2 separate regions of the Mus musculus genome follow, and region 2 is linked to region 1. The links are chromatin contacts, called in public Hi-C maps. All regions are on one chromosome and are shown on one strand. The core of a region is the stretch at or near the end of the contact, and the rest is flanking DNA. Distances in the headings are between cores, read along the strand shown.

Region 1 (5,345 bases), core at 286-2,785:
AAATAGAGAAAAAAAAATAATGTTTAAAATATTTCCACCCCATTAAATCAAAGCAGTAACTTGGAGGAATAAAACGTGGCAATTCTCACTGCGTCCGTCAGATGGCAGTATCTGCACGGGAAGCAAGCGGGAACGCTGGTTTTACTATTAGAAACTTCATTGTGGAGTGTTTCATAACCTTGTGTGTCCTGCCCTGCTTCCTAGCAGAGCTGTCTATATTCCTACACCGTGATGCCTGGAGCAGATGGATTGCAAAGTAACAATGACGTTATCAGCAGTCCAAGTGGTTTTCTCAGGACTTACTTAGTGTAATCTGTCCATTTGGAACTCATCCTTTCCTGACAGGACTGGTCAGTGTGGCACCCTCAACCCTGTCCTTGGTACTTCTGCCACACAGTTGAAATAAGAGAGTGCCCTTTGCCTCATCACCTCCTTTAGATGGCCATTTGTTCAGACATTTCTACAAATAGGCTGATGACTATATTTTCCATCTATTTCTCAGCATCTAAACACATTTGGAATTCTCAGCAGGTTGCTACTCCCTGGCATAGAGATTTGCAGTTCTGTTTGACAGCTTGAGGGAAATAAAGAGACCTGCTGTTACTCAATTAAATGTCAGCTCTGTTAGGTAACCAATTAGAGAGAGGTTTAATATTGGGGAAGTGTCCTGCTTGGTTACTGCTTAAGGTTTTGTGGTCTTTTTGACTACGTTCTGGATAATTCTGCCAGACTCCTAAGATCTCAAGCATTTGAAAGGCAAAGCTGGCTCTTGTGTGTTTAGCTGTGTTATTCCCTTCCAGCTGTGAATCCCACCCCTAGCAGCTGGAGCCTGGACAGTGGGAAAGAAGCCAAGAACATGTCGGACAGTGGGAAACTTATCTCTCCCCCTGTCCCTCCAAGGCCCACACAGACTGGTGGGTATTTGAAGCATTTGAATAATCACTTTCATATAATAAGTATATTGAGCATTTCAGTTTGCTAGCAACATCATTTGCCTCTAGTTGGCTCCTCCTTTCCCTGTTCTTCTGCCATACAGTCAGACAACAGTCCCTTCTAATAAGCCCCTCGGAAGAATTTGAGCATGCCATCTTCTTCCTGGCTCCATGTTCAACCCTTGTTGCTTGATGGGCCACTGGCCTCTGCCCTTCGCTTGCACTGATCTCTGCTAACTCGGCCGCTTTCTATAATCTTCCCCGATGACATCAATGTTTCAGCTGACTCGAGAGCCAACCCTCAGTGGCTTTGAGGAGCCTCTGACACCTTGAGTTATCTGCTGCTCTCAGAGCTCTGTTTCCGGCAGTGGTGTTGCTCAAAGGGCTAAAGCGTGGACCTGCATCTCTTGTAACTGTGGCTCACGAAGCACATCCTAACGTACGTCTAGCCTCAGGTCTTCTGAGCCAGTAGATTATGTTCCTGAAATGAGGCTGGGGCCAGCATTTTACCAGGCCATTTGTGGGCTGCTTCTGCTCACTAACATCTGAGTGCTGAAAATGGTTGGGAAACTTCCAGCCTGGCCCTGGGTCCCCAGAGAATCACAGACAGAAGCAGAGCTGGCTTTCATGAGCTTCTGTTGGGAAAAGGCCAACTTTCCCTCTGAACATACACCACTTGCTTGGTGACTTGCATGCGGAGCAGTTTTAAGAGAAGCTTGAACTGACTGCCTTTTCCAGTAACCAGATCTTGTCAGCACTTTCCTACATCGCTGGAGCTTTCCAGGTATAGCCGGCCTAAGAACCAAAGAAAATGTGGTACCATTTCCTCAGCAGAGTGCCCTAGTCTGAGCACTCGGTGTCACTTGCTACATCGTAGCTTCTCATCCTTTGAATAGTTTCTGCAGGGTCAGAATGAGGGATGAATTTAATCCTCTTGATCGGTATTAGTATATCGGTCTGATTGTAGAAATGAGGGCCCATCAGCCAAATCATTTGTATTTCTTTGCTGATCCATGTACATTCAGACAGTCTCGTTATTTAAAGGCTTGGTTGTGCCCGTGAATATGGGAACTTGAAAGGTATTTTTAAGGGAAAATAAGATTGATAGTTCTTACAAAGGAATAAATATTATCAGTGCTAGCTGGGCGTCTGAGACAAAAAGAAGCTGGTGGGTCTATTTTAGGCTTATAGAAAGTACATTTCCAGAAAAATAGCTCGGAGAAAGAGCACTAGGTGCCAGGCCTGCACCATGTCTAAGACCAAGTCAAGTACACAGGAGGCCTTGACCTCAGTGACAGTAGTGGCAGATGTGGCCGATTTCTCTGTACATATGTGGTTTTCTTCCTAGTCAGCACTCACAACGTGTGGGAACAGAAGTAGGAGCTGGCTTGTGTAGATGAGACCTCCCAACCCCGCAGTGTGATAATGGACCACCCTCTGTGGTCTCTTAGGGCTCAGCACAGCTGGGCAACCCTTCTCCTCCCACATAGATTGGTAGGGCTGCTGTCCCTTCTGTACTGATTGCTTTCATGGTCTGTCCTGATGTCATCATCTGTGGTCAGTGTTGTGGGGCTGTGCAACTGTCTGTCTTTCTTCCTTTCAGCCTTTCGGTAGGTTTTTATGAGTTCTAGACCTCAGTGTGATGGCTGGAAGAGTGGCAGGAAATCACAGAGGGACAGAGCTCACATTCGCCAAAATCACTCTGTGTGGAAGTGGGAAGGACGGCTTGGCCTCGCCCCGTCGACTGGGTCACAAGCTGTTTTTATGCTATGCAGTTACAGTCTAGAAACAAGACGTGATCTGTAAGCACACAAAAGAGCACATGCCACACATGCTGGGTCCCTGGCATCAGACCTGAAAACCCCAGAGAAGCAGAAGTCACTCTTGCCATGATGGTGATATCTCAAATTCCCCACCCAGCGGACTGAGGGAAGGCCTATGGACAGGCATTAGAGAAGAAATGGGAAGCTTATCTCCCTTTGTACTGATGTGGACAAGCTTTCTGTCTGCACTGGGAATGTTGGGAGGTGAGGTGAAAGGGAAGGGTTACTGAACATCCCTATAGGCCTGCTCTAGGCTGCCTGCAGGGCCTTGGTCTTCCCTGTTCAGGCCAAAGACAGAAGGTGTCTCCCAACGACTCCTAGCACTTTCCCCCAGGAGCATTTTATGAGATCAAGCAGTTGAGTGATGAAAGGCATCTGGACTTGGAGGTTTAGAAAGGATTTGAGAGCCAAGCGTGGCAGCACAGACACATAACCTAAGCACTTAGGAGGTGTCAGGAGACTAAGGAATTCATGGCCATCCACAGCCGTGTATGGAGCTCAAGTCTAGCTTTGACTACATGAAGCCTTATCAGCAGAAAAAGAACGGAAAGGAAAGAAAAAAAGGCCATTGGAGCTGTTTGGGGCCATACCCTTCTAGTCAAAGCATCATATGTGTACAGCAGTAACTTTTTCACTAACTGGCCAATGTCTTGATGGCACCATCTTCTACAAGGAATCTATTCTAGAGAGCCATTGTGTAGTTTGTCCTCTCCATTTTCCTCTTCCCTTGCTGAGAAGATCCTTATCCACTAATACATCTGCCTGGGCTTGGACACATAGAGGGCATATGCAGCCAGCCCTCTGGTTTTTCTTAGTTAAAATGTTCTTTCTCCATCTACAGCTTCGCCAGCAAGACACACCACATCAGTGTCCCCCTCGCCTGCTGGACGTTCTCCATTGAAGGTACAGGTCTGTCATTAGACTGGATCCAAAGATCGGCCCTGGTTCCTTTTTCTTAAAACCTTGTCCTAAGCTCATCAAAAGGTGCTTTCATTCCTACAGACAAGGTCATATTAAGAAGGGGGTTGGGGGCAAGAAAACAGCGCTGCTTTTCCCCTTGCAGAGATTTACCCAAGAACACAGATCTCGTGGGCTACGTTTTGTTTTCTATTGTTTGTTTTGTTGTTTAGTAGTAGGAGGATGCGCAGCTTAATTCTCCATATTTTGGCAATGAGAACATAACAAACTATAGTCAACACATTTAAAGCACATTAAACATACATGTGTACGCCTACATTGAAAAACGCCCGTAATCAAGGTCTACTAAATGCTCTTCTGGAAGTTTTGGGGCTTTATCATCAACCTCATTCATTTTGGCAAAGCCAAACCCAACTTTCTCTCTCAATACTTTGCATTAAAGATACTCCACATTACAAACATATACTGAATTATAGAGGACATGGTGGCATAAATGGGAAAAAAAAAACCACAGAGAACAAGCTAGCCACCTTAAGGGTCACATGTGTGACATGTAAATGCAGGCTATTTAACATCTCTAAGCCTACAAATCCCTCAGGAAGATCAAGAACAATATTCAGTCAGACTGGCCACAAGGCTTTTCAGCACACTGGAGAAGGGTTGTGAGAAGCGCAGCCCCGGGAGCAGACAGGAGGCTGGAGGGAGTGTTGAATGGATGGTTGGCACCGGGTTGACTTAGGTGTCCACACCCTGTGTCCTCTGTGTAGATAACACAGTGCTAGCTGAGATGAAAGACAAATTGGTCTCCACAAACACTTCGGAACAGGTTGTGACCCACTGTATCTGTGCTGCTCATGACTGTCACCTATGGAAACAGAGAATACCAAAAAGGGGGTGGGGCCTCAAAAAAAAAGTGTGGCTAGGTTTTCATCGCCAGAGTTCCTGTTGTAAAATTTTGCTGGAAGTGCAAATGATTTTCTAGTTTTGCTGTCACTCCGCAGTGCGGCTTTTATTGTGAAGTCCACGTGACAGTGTTTGCTCTGGAAGCCACTGCCTGTCATCATCCTGATGTGAAGAAGGCAGGCAGCATGGCGCTTCTACATCTTTGTGTCTGTACACCCTCAAAGCACTCACTCCCACACATTGTGATGGAGTTATCGCCTGTGTTTCTCAATTCCATTATGCAGAGTTGAAATACGGCAGTAAGTGTTGGCGATTAAACTCTTACAGAAGAAAGGCAGCCTTAGTGGAAAATGCTCAAGTGCTTATTAAATAGCTCAAGTTCGCAAGCTGGTCTGTACTATCCTAAAAGGGACCTGCGTGCATTTGTACTGGCCCAGAGGCAGTCCTTGGATATAACATATCTTTATAAATAGGGCTTGAAGAACAGAGAGAGGGAGAGAAAGGAGAAATATCACCAGATCACACCTTGTGCTGTAACTCCCAGGTTACTTTAGAGGGCACCCTACTCCCAAGTTTCAAGCTTCCCTGTAATTGGAATGCACTTTGGTATCTTATCTGATAGAATTTGGGGTGTGCCTAAGCACCCAATGCATTAGAACTGACTCTTTACGGAAGACTGAACTTATGTGTCTTATATTGAATGTGTGATGTCTTTTCTGAAAAAGATGTCAGAGAATCTGGATCTCATAATTCACTATGCTTAATTATA
Region 2 (5,228 bases), core at 547-3,046, 1.3 Mb after region 1:
GTGGCTATTACTCAGTGCTTTCTGAAAACATAAGCCAACTCATTTCATATTTGTTTTTCCTTGTTTGTGTTAACAGGATGTGGCCTCTAAGATCTATTTCAATTTTTAAAAGAAGTGAAATCTAAGAACTCAAATGTTGAATGTTTTTGTGATTTTTTAGCTTATTACCTTTTATGTAAAATAAATTTGGTGGCTAGGAATGAACTTAGATGAAACTCAGAATTGGTTATTTAAAACAGGTTCTTGTTGAAAGAATGAATAATATACCCCAAATTTCCCTTCCTGGAGACCATTTGAGAACTCCCAAATCTAGAACACTAAATATCTTGTACTCTGACTCATTATATTCAGCCCTTAAAGTGTTGCTCAATTTCCAAACAGAAGCTTCCAGAGTTGAAAGCTGACAAGTGAGAAGTAGGTCAAAAATGAGCATCACCTAGTCTAGAAATTCCTCCTACCTTAGTCTTGATTCCAGAACTCTTCTCTCTGTAAAACAGAACCAGTTCTTTGAACACTGTATTTTGTTGTGACTGTCTTTGTAGGGAGTCAGTCCCTGTGGGGATGAGTCTTGATCTATAGATATGTTTTGGAAATTTAGAATAGATGTAAAGTGTTCCCTGGCAGAACAGTGCCTTTTTCCTTCTCTTTCTCTGAACTAATCAGTTTCAAGGTAATCTCAAGCCAATTTGTAGTATAGCTCAGGTCTCAGCTTCCACTGTGGGCGAGGACAGGGATCTCAAACACCAAATCCTTAAAGTTCTCACTTAAAATGGAAAGGAGCATGAATAATCTTTTTTTTTTTTTCTTTTCTTTTTGAGATGTAGTGCATGAATAAGGCACTGTGCTTTTTGAGGGTGTTATTCAAAATACAAAAGGTGTTATTCACAATGCCTCTTTTACTGTAGAAAATGCACGCTTGCTAACTTGGGCTTCAGCGTTGTTAAAAGAAAATCTGCAGATAGAGCAAAAGGGCAAAAGGGTGACATCTGGCACAACAGACGTTCTAAGATGGTTTTGGCATAAAGCCTGCATTAAACAGCCGAGGCAGAAGAAAAAAAATCTATTGAAATAAAAAAAAAAAAAAAGAAAGAAAGAAAGAAAAATGAGGGCAATACAACTCTGACTTCCAATCTTCAGAAAGGAAGCTTAAAATCAGCCTAACAGTTTTGTTGTTCTCCTGACCTAAAGTGGGCCATCCCCTCAAATATGGCTCTGATAGAAAGAAGTCGATGTCTCTGTGATATTTTCTCAAGCAGAGGAGTTTGAATGTTTCATAAATTCCCAGCCACTGCACAGTTGACTTCACCTTTTCACCCGAGTGAGCAATGCACAGAAGTGTCTACGTTATTACAGGATCTCCTCCACTTGACTTGTGTGAACGCTGGCTAGATGTGATGCATCAAGTGCTGTTTGGGGTAATAAAGAACATATTTCATCTTCAAAACAGCAGTGGCATGGAAATTATGAACACTGGAGCTTGAGAAGAAAATAATATACTGCGAGATACAAACAAGGGACAAACTGGGATAAAGTTTCTAAATTGTGTAATTATTCAAGACGTTGAAAGATAAGAGGTACTGCACAGAATTACCTTTGCAGGAGGCAGGTTTAAAACTAGCAATTTTAAGGACACCAATTTTTCTTAAAGTATATTATTTTGACTGCAACAGCTTGGCTTGAAGCTGAGTGGGTAAGTGAGAGGGAGGGAAGACTAGATGAGCATGCCTGATTCTGGATGATCAATAGCTCATTGTTTGAGAGCTTCAAGGCAGCAACTTTGCTGGATTATGAGTGAGAACTCTCGGGTTGGCTCTGCTCTGAGCAGTCTCAGTCAGTTGGTGCCTGTTGCTTTGATACACATGCACATCTGTGAGGTGCCCAAACCATGGCAACAATTCTTTTAAAAATAAGCCTTTGTATTTGGCCTTGGACCCTAATCAGTTACATAGGCACTTGGACTTTACTGATGTAAGACTTATGCCTTCGCCCCAGTTTCTCACATGGAGATGAAAGTGAGAATATTAGCTATGGCCTGACCTTGATCTGCACATGACTCCATCTCAGTGGGACTTTGGCAAGTGAATTGGGGACACAATATGGCCTTTTAAAGTTGTTTATAAATAGAATCTGTGTTGCCTTACATGATTTATGAAGCCAGGATTCCAGAGATTTAACAATATTTGTTGTTGGATACTACACTATGGCGATAAATCAGAGTGCCCCTTTTATACATCAACTGAACAAAAGCCTTCACAAGACTGAGTTCTGTTGGCTCAGATACTGAACTCTGTTTCATTTGTTCTTAATTTCCCATTAATTCTAACATCAAAAATGCAGAGTTTGTTATTTGCCTACTTTAAGAACTATAAATATAGGGTAAAGGTGTTAAGTATAAAGGAAATGAGTTGCTAAGACTACATTTTTAGGAGATCTATCTTGAACAAGAATGAGATTTACAGTCATTCAAATTCTCAGACTGATCAGAGGTGGAGGTCCATAGATTTAGTTTTTTATTTCTTTTATTTTTCTGTCACAGTCATGACTCCTTTTAAGAGAGGTCTAGTATCCTAGGGCCTTCTCACTCTCAGTCTGATTTGGTTTGTTGGGTTTAAATGTAATAATATGTTAATGGTAGATTCAAATTAAAGAAGAATCAGACAGGGTATGAGTGAGCAGTTGATTACTAAGAGGAAGCAGAGAAAACAAACAAAGTACAGAGGTTTTATGTTTCTAATTAAATTCTTCGACTTACTATCTGTCTCTTACTTTGCCAAATATTCTTCTTTGAAGCATCATCTAAGATGGGCATATATGATGAGATTAGAACTGAAAAATTATTGTTTTCATCTGTTTTATGCAGTTAAGGGGTTCTCCACTACTTTCCATGAATTCTTAACACTTTATGGAAGTGTTGCTCTTTGGACATATTAGCAACTAGAAAGACAAAATTTGGACATCAAGCTCTTTTAGGGTATGAAGCCTGAGAAAAGGGATATAGATGAGGTGAGCCCTGGACCTCCCCAGTTTAATTCCAGAGGAACATGCCCTTACATTGTAGGCTGAGAAAACCAGCAAAGGCCTGGTGGCCTTGCTGACTTGAGGAGACTAGAGCACAGAAAGGTAAATATAACTGTAATTTGAATGTTCAAATCTACAAATAAGAAAGCTTGAAGTTTGCAAAGAGAACAGCAGGGGGCCTTTCTTGAGTAAGATGTTAGTTTATATGAGCATGAGTAGAGCCACTTAGTCTAGGACCACATTAGGCTACGAGTACTTTATATTCCTTCCAGCAAGAGCACAAAGCTTTCTCACACAGGAGCCCTCTATGGAATCCTCAGACAGACCAGGTTTTCTTAGTGGCAGATATTGTCCTCAGAGTAAAATGCTGTGTCTGCACCAAACCAGTAACAAACACAGTAAAACAAACATGCCAGAAAATATGCAAAAAGGTTAAAGCCACGAAAGGAACAAAGTGAATCAAAAATGTTTTACTGCAGGTCAGAAAAAAGTGGACACTTATGAAAAGAATATAACAAAGTCTACCATTTACTATCTTTAAATGAACAATGTCTGTCATCCAATGAAAAATACTCCTGGCATACAAACAGACAGGAAAATGTTACTCATGACAAAGACAAGAAACACATGAAGAAGTTATAGAGATAATAGGTGACAACAAAATTCCAAAAGCAACATTTATAAGTACTGTATACATTTACAAAAGATATAAAAATTATTATGAAGAGAAAAATGGAAAGTATTTAAAAGATTCAAAGGAAGCTTAATATAATGAAAGAAACATAAATGTAAAATATATTAGATAGAGAAATGAACAAAGGTCTTGAACACACAGCTGAAAATTACAAGCACAACTTAGTACTAAACATCGAGACCTAAATGCTTGGACAAAATTCCAAATGGTACCTGCACCTGTGGGACAAATATATGTATAAATATAAAACACGTTTAAAAACATAATTTGGACATATATTTGAATCCGGGAAAGAAAGAGTGGTGGTGGTTGTTGAGTGAGAGCAGAGGACATAAATAAAATATAAAGAGAAAGTTGGCCCAATTTTGTCTAGATTGATGAAAAGTTGAAGACATGGACTCTAAAAGCTCAATTAATAATGGGTCAAATGAAAACACACAGCCTACAACAAAGAAATGACATAGCTAAGTTATTGAGAAGTATTATCAAGAAATGTTAAAATCAAAGAATACAATATTAAAATAAAAAAAAAAACTTAATAACTAGAGGCCCAGAGTCATGTAACTCCACAGAGCATATCCTGCTATAACAGATGTAATGAACTGTCAGGTAGAAAATTTGGTGCAAGTTATAACTTGAGTACAGCCCTTCCGGTCCAGCTAGCACCAGGATAGCTAGGGCACAGAGTCTGCTGACACCCGCCAGCTACCCACAACACCCGCCATGGGACCTTAAGACCTCTGGTGAGTGGAACACAGCGTCTGCTCCAATCCAATCATGCGGGACCTGAGATTGCATTAGTTAGGGAAGCAAAAAACCCAGCCTGAGCAGGGCACAAGTCCCTTCTGGTCTGGCCAGCACCGGGGTACCTTGGGCATGGAGTCTGCTGACACCCATAAGGTATACACAGGACCCTCCTCAGGATCTTAAGACTTCTGTGAGTGGATCACAACTTTTGCCAGGAAGCAGGTTCGAATACCAGATATCTGGGCACCTTCCCTGCAAGAGGAGAACCTACCTGCAGAGAGTACTCTGAGCACTGAAACTCAGGAGAGAGCTAATCTCCCAGGTCTGCTGATAGAGGCTAACATAAACACCTGAGGAAAAGGATCTAACCAGAGACAACTACAACAACTAACTCCAGAGATTACCAGATGGCAAAAGGCAAACGTAAGAATCTTACTAACAGAAACCAAGACCAATCAGCATCATCAGAATGCAACACTCCCACCCCACCCAGTCCTGGGCACCTCAACACACCCGAAAAACTAGACCCAGATTTAAAAGCATGTCTCATGATGATGGTAGAGGACATCAAGAAGGACTATAATAACTCACTTAAAGAAATACAGGAGAACACAGCTAAACAGGTAGAAGACATTAAAGAGGAAGCACAAAATTCCCTTAAAGAATTGCAAGAAAACACGACCAAACAGGTGATGGAATTGAATAAAACCATACAAGACCTAAAAAGGGAAGTAGACACTATAAAGAAAACCCAAAGTGGGGCAACACT

What was found. Hi-C and Micro-C count contacts between places; a contact is called where the count stands out from the background.
Region 2: a contact with region 1 is called in a Hi-C map of cerebellum, with 2.7 times the contacts expected there. The contact joins two enhancer-like sites. A contact is called at or near these places in 1 of 15 datasets of contacts at CTCF or cohesin (large pre-B cells), 2 of 484 Hi-C or Micro-C datasets (cerebellar granule neurons and cerebellum) and 1 of 115 datasets of contacts at active chromatin or transcription factors (embryonic stem cells).

Annotation. Positions count from the first base shown.
Region 1 is chr12:40,837,641-40,842,985 of GRCm38.p6, forward strand. It overlaps Dock4 (dedicator of cytokinesis 4), which reads left to right. Exons shown (of 53, transcript NM_172803.2): 51 at 801-914; 52 at 3,597-3,658. Among named protein-coding and RNA genes, the nearest start is that of Immp2l, 180 kb to the right of the region's middle. Within about 2 kb of position 1,536, at least 19 of the 459 cell types and tissues checked have an H3K27ac peak or open chromatin away from gene starts, as enhancers often do. A contact at or near this core is called in cerebellum, where this site is marked.
Region 2 is chr12:42,137,050-42,142,277 of GRCm38.p6, forward strand. No RefSeq gene overlaps it. Among named protein-coding and RNA genes, the nearest start is that of Gm46348, 150 kb to the left of the region's middle. Within about 2 kb of position 1,797, at least 23 of the 459 cell types and tissues checked have an H3K27ac peak or open chromatin away from gene starts, as enhancers often do. A contact at or near this core is called in cerebellum, where this site is marked.